Regions from separate parts of the Ovis aries genome. Here region 2 is linked to region 1. Evidence: chromatin contacts called from public Hi-C data. All regions are on one chromosome and are shown on one strand. The core of a region is the stretch at or near the end of the contact, and the rest is flanking DNA. Distances in the headings are between cores, read along the strand shown. Region 1 holds the start of WDR81 (WD repeat domain 81). Region 2 overlaps SMYD4 (SET and MYND domain containing 4).

Region 1 (4,073 bases), core at 522-3,021:
GATGGAGGGGTCGGTGTAGAACTCAGGAATGCACTCATCTGGAGTCCAGCTCTGCATCCGCTCCATGCTGGCCGGGTACTCGTGGGGCTCCCACTGCGCCCGCACGTGTCCGCAGAGCACCGACCGGGGTGTGCGCCGGGCCTTGTACACGTAGTAGGTGATGTCAGAAAGCACGTCGGAGATGTGGTGAGGGACGTGAGGTGGCTCCCCGCCGCCTGCGCCTCCTGCCACAAACGCCTGCCGGGTCATCTCATATGTGAAGTCCAGCTGCTTATCCCCCTTGTTGAGGCGGAACTTGGACTTGCGCAGGTCTCGGAAGCGCCCACGAGGCACGGTGAAGTCGACCACCCAGGGCAGCACCGGATGGTAGTTGGGGTCCCCCTGCCGCCGACCCGCCAACCGATTCAGTTGCATGAGGTAGTGGAAGTTGCTGATGCGGCCGTGGACCCAGTCTAACACAAGGCCCCTGAGCTCCTCCTGGCATGTGGGACACCCAGGTCCCCGTCTTCCCTCCTCGCCAGGCTCGACACCTGCCCTATTTCTTGCTTCCTGGGTCTCCTCATCCCCCGCCTCCTCGGGCCTCTCATAAGCACTCAGGTCCAGGCGGAGCTCGCTGCAAAGTTTCTCATCCACGGCAATGTGGTGCAAAGACAGGGCCCCGCAGGCCAGTCCCTGCTGGTGACAGGCATCCATGGCCCTCAGCACACGGAAGAGAATGAAGAGCACCTTGGCTTGGCTGTTGGTCAGCTTGGCGGGGCTGAAGGTGACCACATCGTGCAGGGAGAACTGCACATACGGGTGCACCACGTAGAGCATCTCCGGGGACTCCAACAGAGCCTCCGCTCTCAGAAGACTGGGAGAGGCAGGGCAGCCCCGAGGGGCACAGGGGCCTTCTCTGGCATATGAGGGGCACTGCGCAGCTTCGCCCAGTGGCAGGAAAGGGCAACCATAGACCCTCTGCAGAGCCTGTCGCACTGAATCCAGGGCAGGGACAGCTGCGGGGGCAGGGCTATGACTGTAGGGCTGCCCGTAAGTGTGATACGCGTGGCGCCACAGGTTGCGATAATTCTGGGCAGCCACATCCTGCATGAAGCGAGTGAGGGTCTCCGGGGTGCCGGATCCCTCCTCAAAAGCCAGGCCGCCCAGCGGGTAGGAGAGCCTTCGTTTCCGCAGCCCGTGCACCTCGACTCTAGTCCAGCCGGCAGGCAGCCTCTGCACGGAGCGTTGCAAGAGAGTCCTGACTTCCGCTTCGCTCAGGCCTTCGGCGCGCGGACAGGGTCCCGGGGGCAGCCTGCGCTCGCGGAGGCTGGCCAGCCAGCGCGCGGGCACCAGAGCTACCACGTGTGCACCCCCCGGGGCCGGAGCCAGCTGCCGGGCATCGATGCTCAGGTCCTTCTCCACGCTCCGGAGCAGCTCCTCCATGTCGGGGCTCGGGGGCGGTGACCAGCCCTCCGCCTTGGCGGTAAGCGCGACTTCCCGCCCCCTGCTCCCCAGGGCCATCCCCTCTTGGCCGCCTGGGGGCAGCGCGGGGCTGAGCCCTGCCACAGCCCCCCTCGCCTCGGCTTCCCGGATGCCAGATGGGTAGGGGTAGGCGAGGGACTGGGGCTGGGGCGGAGGAGGCGGGGATGGGCCGGGGATAGAGGGGGGCCGCGGGGGAGCTCTTACCCCTCCGCAGGGTCCTGCGCTCCAGGCACGGCCGGGCGGGGGCTGAGGGGCGCCAACGCCAGGCTCCACCGCCAGGCTCCACCGTGACGGGTCAGCTGACGCTGCTCACGTGATCGCCCGGTACGGAAACAACCGCACGTGGCTCGACTGAACCCGGGAACCCCGCCTCCTCTAGGCCGCGCCACCGCCCGCCGGCCTCTCCTTCCCCGCACCCTGCTAGGCCTGGTGGCAGCTTCGCTTCCTCCCGGGCTGAATCGGGCAGGGGTGGGGGCTATGAGCGGCCCACGAGACTTCCCTTTCCCTCCTTACTTCTTCCTTCAAGCGCTGGGACGCAGACCTATGGAGGGTTTCCCTTAGAGAGGGCAGCCTCAGGTGATCACCCCCGCCGCCGCCGCCGCCACAACCACCTCGCTCTGGTTTTACCGATAAGAAACCTGAAGCAGAGCTGGGACTTTTCACATTAAGTCCCTTCACCGCCTCCAAGCTGCCTTCCAAAAGAAAGAGCTTTTAATTTTCCAAAGTTTCAGCGGTAACATTCCATTTGGCCCTGGCAACACTCAGTGATTTAGGAAGGGCGGTTATTATTGTTCATATTTTACAGGTAAAAAACCAAGAACCTCTGAAGAGGCTTGTCCAAATGGCAGCATGGAAACTCACCAAACTGGGGCACAGATCTGCTCTGGAGTCCTCCCCACTGACAGCTCTTTAAAGGCTTTTTTTTTTTTTTTTTAAATAATAAAAATTCTGGGCAATCTTGGGGAGAGAAGTTGAAGGCTGAAAAGCCAGGATGGAAATGTTCCCCCAAGACTTCCTGTTGAAGATCTGTCTCTGCTGTGTGACAGAGCCTGCCTGCTGTTGTCAGAGCCTTGCAGATGCCACGGTGGCTGGGGGGAAGGTGCAACATGGCAGGGAGCAGAAACCAGCGAGCTGGCGCCAGAATTACAGGACTCCTTCAAGACGTCTGGATTCTGACTCATTTGTGGGATTGACAGGCCATTGTCTTCAGCGAGACATCAGTATCTATTTTTCCAGTCCCACTCCTAGAAGGAGAGTTTGCCTCATGTAGGAGTCTGGTGTGGAGGTGTGGGAGCTCCATAAAGGCACTTAAGAAAAAAAATAAAGTCCTAATTAGAGAGGAACAGGGATGGCTCAGCCATAATTTGATTTCATCTGTATCCTTCTTGAAAAAGGCAGCTAGAACCGCTGATGTGCTTGGTCACATGACCTTGAGCGATAATAACTTAACAGCCACCACTTACAGAGCACTGATCAGGAGCCAGGCATCTTGCTAAGCAGTTTGCATACTTTAAATTCTCACCACAACCCTTTTTAAGAGGATAGTTTTAGATCCGTTTTAGGATGAGGAAGCTAAGTAATTTGCTTAGGTCCCATAACTAGGAAGTGGTAGAACCAGGATTCAAATCTAGGCCTGGCTCATTCTAAAACCAATGTTCTTTGTACTCCTTGGCCAAGTACTATTTTGTTTTTAATTTAAAAAAAAAAAAATTGGCCATGCCCTGTGGTATGTGGGCTCTCAGTTCCCCAACCAGGGTTGGAACCTGTGTTCCCTGCAGTAGGAGAGAGTTAACCACTAGATCTCCAGAGAAATCCCTTGTTTTGTTTTTTAAATTTTATTGGAATATAGTTGACTTGCAGTGTTGTGTTAGTTTCAAGTGTACAGCAAAGTGATTCAGTTATATATATATACATATATTTATTCTTTTTCAGATACTTTTCATATAAGTTATTACAGAATACTGAGTTCCATGTGCTGTATGGTAGGTCTCTGTTTGTTATCTGTTTTTTATATAGTAGTGTGTGTGTGTGTTAATCCCAAGCTCCTAATTTGTCCCTCCCTCACTGTTTTCCCTGTGGTAACCATCGTGCCGTATTGTTTTTTTTTTCACCTGGGAAATTATGTGTTCTTAACAATCTTGTATTCCTAACATTGGTCTAAGTACCTAAGCCCAGAGGAGGGTCTGGAGGTAGTGCCTGCTTCTTGTGTGCTGCGTGCTAAGTTGCTTCAGTTGTGTCCAGCTCTTGGTTACCCTGTGCACTGTAAGCCCTCCAGGCTCCTCTGTCCACGAGATTCTGCAGGCAAGAATACGGGAGTGAGTAGCCACTCCCTTTTTCAGGGGATCTTCCTAACCCAGGGATTATGACTCCTGCATTGGCAGGCAGGTTCTTTACCACTAATGCACCTGAGCCTGCTTCTTAGTACCAACAAAATTTTGCAGTCTTCTTTGCTCTGGTTTCAGTTTATCTAGACTAAGGAGGCATTCCTTTTTCTTTCTGCAAGTTTGTGTGTGCCCTGCCCTCTAGTGGTTTTAGCTTGTAATGCACCAATGACCTTGAGTGTAACTAACCTTATCTATTTAAGAGTTCTTTCCATCCCTTATATTGAGATG
Region 2 (4,073 bases), core at 610-3,109, 45 kb before region 1:
TTTTTTTTTACTGTGATGTACAGGATCTTAGTTCCCTGACCAGGGAGGCAGCCCGCTGTCCCTTGCAGTGGAAGCTCAGAGTCTTAACCACTGGATCGCCAGGGAAGTCCGCTGCAATCTTTTAAGCAGTGTTTGGTGCTCTCTCGGTTTCAATATTGGCCAAGCGTGGTCTTTCTGCAGGACCGCACGAGAGCAGGATGGGCGTTGCTGAGAGGCGCCAGAAGCTGAGGTCTCAGTATTTCTTTGACTGCGACTGTCCGCCTTGTGAACGTGAGAAGCAGAGACCCTCGGCAGGGCCTGGTCGGGAAGCCTTCCGTTGTCACCGTTGCAGAGCGCTCCTGCAGGTATCTCTCCTTCTCCCTTCTCTCATGGCTTTTCTGGGACATCAGTTATCCAGCTGAAAGGCCTGAAATCTTTAGGAGGATGCAGTTGGAACTTGGAGGTGCCGAAAGCCGTACTCTCTCTTCCCCACACCTTGATCACCCCCTACAGGAACCACAGGGAAGGGTTGGGATTCATGCTCTTTTCTTCTGCAAAGAGCAGAAAATCCCACCTAAACTGAGTCGGGGTTGCTCCAGTAAATGACGAGGAATCCCAGGTTAAGGGTGCTTCAAATACACTGTAGTCTAGGAGTTCAGGAAGTGTCACCAAGACCCAGTTTTTCTTTCTGCCCCATTAGCTCCATTTTCTCTGTTATTTAGCCCAGTCTCAAAGAGACTTCCTCCTTGCAGTGGCCGGATGGCTGCCTTTAGCTCCAGCCTCAGACCCTCCCAGTCCAGAAGGATAAAAACATACATAGACTCTAACAAAGATCTGGGCAAAAATCATACTGCGTTTCATCAACCCAATACCTGTGGCTGGCAGGAAATCAGAGGCACAGAGTTTCCCTCCAGCCATTTGGGCCAGAGGGATGGGCCATATCAGGGCTGCCTGCTCCCCGCTCAGCTCCCAGGCACTGACTGAGGAAGGATGAGAAAGGACCCTCAGGAGAAATCATGGTGCTCTTGCCAGATGGAGCCACGGATTCTGGCATCTGAAAAACGGCAAATGTCTTAGGGGACCTGTAGGTAGAACGTGGAACTGGTTGTATTGGAAAGCTGAAGTCACAACAAGCCCAGCATCAAATGTGGGGAGGCCTCACCCAGCACCTTTTCCTGTTGGTTTCCTTGTGGCTTTTTCATAACCCCTGGAAATATGTCTGTCATCCAAAGTCCTAGCCCCAGAGAGAAGTAAGAGAAACTATAGAAGCCGGGTGGGCTACATTTCATGGTGTTGCAAAGAGACACGACTGAGCGACTAACACACAACACAGTGCCAATGTGGAAAGAGACTGTGGTCTGTACCAGTTTTAATTTGGTTGCAGAAGCTAAATCTCACACCATGCTCAGCTCCTGCTTCCGCTAAAGTTGCTGCCATCAAACCAAATCCAGATTCGGTCCCCCTTGGTCGTTGTGGTTACGGCAGGAGTCTCCTTCCCCCACAGGGTCAGAAGTTCTGGAGTGATGCTGTAGGGTAAGCACATACAGTGTCACCAGCTGACTCTGGTCAATAAAGAGAACACTGACTTCCGCAGGGAGACGATGTTCTGAGCTGCAGCGGCCCAGCTTGTACGGAATCAGTTGGCAGAGACCTCTTGGTCTCCCGGCTACAGGACCTTCAGCAACAGGTGGGGGCGGCCCAGAAGCATCTCAGAAACGGCAGACTAGGTGAGACTGGCTCCCTGCTTCGGTCCTCCAGCCCCTTCCCTTTTATTCAGTCTGAGTTCACCTTGATCTCAAGGATACTCGGTGAAGATTGAAGCGTTGAATTTAATTATCCCCCTGCCAGCCACAAGATGGCTATGTAGGCCAGTGAGACCAAACCCTTACCAGCTCAATTTGCATGATGTCCTTGAAAAAGGGCCAACTGATTTAAGCTGTTGTTCCTTAGGCATCAGAGAGTTAGTTAAAGACTAACGGGTTATCTCTGACATCCGTAATCTTTGTGCATATCCAGAAGCTCAATGTCACTTATTTAAGTTGTAGAGCCTCGTGACCTTATTTCCTAGAGAAACTGTTCTGCACTCATCAGAGCCTACCTCTCTTCTACAGAGCAGTGGGGCATGTGCCCAGTGAGTTTAAGTATCCTGCTTTTTCCAGAAAGGGAGTTACAAAACCCTTCATTACCCTGGAAAGCTCTGCCTTGGGGCTTGACGTCATGGGAATTTATTTACCCTACTTTTTATGAAAGTTGACCCTGCTGCTTAGATTTCTGAGTCAAGAGAAGTAACGACCGTACATGAAACGTAGCCATCCCATTTCAAACTGAATTTGGAAACCCAGAGCACGTGTGGGGAGGCCTCACCCAGCACCTTGTGCTGTTGAAAGAGAAAACATAAGAGAGCAGCTTTACTGGACCCAACATTACGGGTTGATCACAACCCAGGGAGACAAAGTGGGATTTCCACATTCAGGCCCACCCATAGAGGATTTAAGGGCTGGAATCTCATTTCTAAGACTGGATCTGTGTCTGTAATGAGTCCACTTTCCTTTGAGTTGATAGAGCTAGCCATTCAGCTGTTGCTGGGGTGTCAGAGTGATGCCGAGAGCTTCCTGTCTGCGGAACACAGCGTGGTGGGAGAAATCGAGGACGCCTTGGCCCAGGCCTATGCTGCCTTAGGTATGGCCTGTGACTGTATCTTCCGCTCCGAGGAGTGAGCCTGCCTTGTGTGTGCGGTCGTGACCTTGGCCTTATCTGGTTGGGTCTCTCTCAGTCTTTCATCTGAGGCTGCTCTCCCTTCCATTCAGCTTTCCTTTCCCAGAACAAGTTCATCCACAGCTGACTGTGGTTCTCGTCCGGATCCAGATCTTCCTCTCTTTGCAGGGGACTGGGAGAAGTCAGCGACCCACCTGCAGAAGAGTCTCCAAGTGGTGGAGGTCCACCACGGGCCATCCAGTGTGGAGATGGGCCATGAGCTCTTCAAACTGGCCCAAGTCTTCTTCAATGGGTAAGTCTTGTTTCCTAGCACTTTGCCAGGCCACATACTGATTTTATACTAGGCTCTCCCGTGTGTTCCTTTTTGCTCCCACAGCGTCCACTGCTCTTAGAAGAGAGATGAGCCTCTGATGAGGGCTAAACAGTTTCTCTAGGAAATTAGGTCACGAGGCCCCTGGAATGAAGATAAAGTGAAACGTCTTTATTTCCCCTTTAGGAGTGATCCCTTCCTTCTGTCCTGCTGACACATTTGTCGCTTTTGAATTTCCTCCTGGGAGATAAGGGAAGCTCTTAGCTCTGAAGGGAGTTTCCCAGGGAGAAGTTGCCTCAGGCTCCCCCTACCCCGTGCTCACAGCAGCTCTTAGCCATTCTTCTCAGCCCCCTCCCTCCCTCAGTGCTCATCCTCAGCACCCTCAGCTCCAGGCCCTCCTCCTTCTTCCTGGTTCTATTCTTTTTAAAGCAGTTATAATCAAGCACGCGTCTTCTTGCTCCTCAGGAGACGTCTGGCAATGTCTGAAGACACGTTTTTAATTGTTAGGACTCGGGGTAGAGGCCAGAGGTACTGTTAAACATCCGACAGTGCACGAGAGGGCAGCATCTCGACCCCCAGCTAAGAATTATCTGGCCCCAGAATGTCAATATCGTCAAGGTTGAGAAACCCAGAGTTAAAAGTTGAAAGAACAGTAGAGTTGGTGAGTTGATGGCCTCATCCACTTTTGTAACTGGGATCATTAGGAGGCCCTACTGTCAGTATTTCTGGATGGAATACATCCAGCCTTGATAAAGCTGCCGTTGGTGTGGTGAAATGTTTGAATCCGTCCTGGGACTGTGTGGTGGGTGAGCCTGACACCCAAGACATAGAGGCAGCCCATTCGGTCAGAGAGAGGACAAAGAGCTGCAGAATCAGGTCACAGACGGACTTGGTGTCTCTTGAGACAAAGACTCCTGAGTTAACCTCGAGTAAATATAGGACCCTGTGGTCACAAAGACTCGGACTTGACTTAGCAACTGAACAACACAAAAATATCGGATGAGTGCTTTGAGACCTGCCCGTCTCTCAGTATCCTGGAATCTTTGTACATTTTTTGTAACTTTCATTT

What was found. A called contact is a pair of places that touch in the nucleus more often than the background predicts.
Region 2: a contact with region 1 is called in a Hi-C map of liver, with 3 times the contacts expected there. The contact joins the enhancer-like site here to the promoter of WDR81 in region 1. A contact is called at or near these places in 5 of 16 Hi-C or Micro-C datasets (hypothalamus, liver, mixed tissues and 1 more).

Annotation. Positions count from the first base shown.
Region 1 is chr11:22,708,924-22,712,996 of ARS-UI_Ramb_v3.0, reverse strand. WDR81 (WD repeat domain 81) reads right to left here and starts at 1,771. Exons shown (of 10, transcript XM_027975144.3): 1 at 1-1,771. The coding sequence starts at 1,500. It overlaps LOC121820574 (a long non-coding RNA gene), which reads left to right and starts at 1,240. Exons shown (of 2, transcript XR_006061133.2): 1 at 1,240-1,462; 2 at 2,267-3,430.
Region 2 is chr11:22,753,712-22,757,784 of ARS-UI_Ramb_v3.0, reverse strand. SMYD4 (SET and MYND domain containing 4) reads left to right here. Exons shown (of 11, transcript XM_012185460.4): 7 at 181-344; 8 at 1,574-1,706; 9 at 2,542-2,658; 10 at 2,863-2,986. Among named protein-coding and RNA genes, the nearest start is that of SERPINF1, 17 kb to the right of the region's middle. Within about 2 kb of position 1,859, at least 4 of the 54 cell types and tissues checked have an H3K27ac peak or open chromatin away from gene starts, as enhancers often do.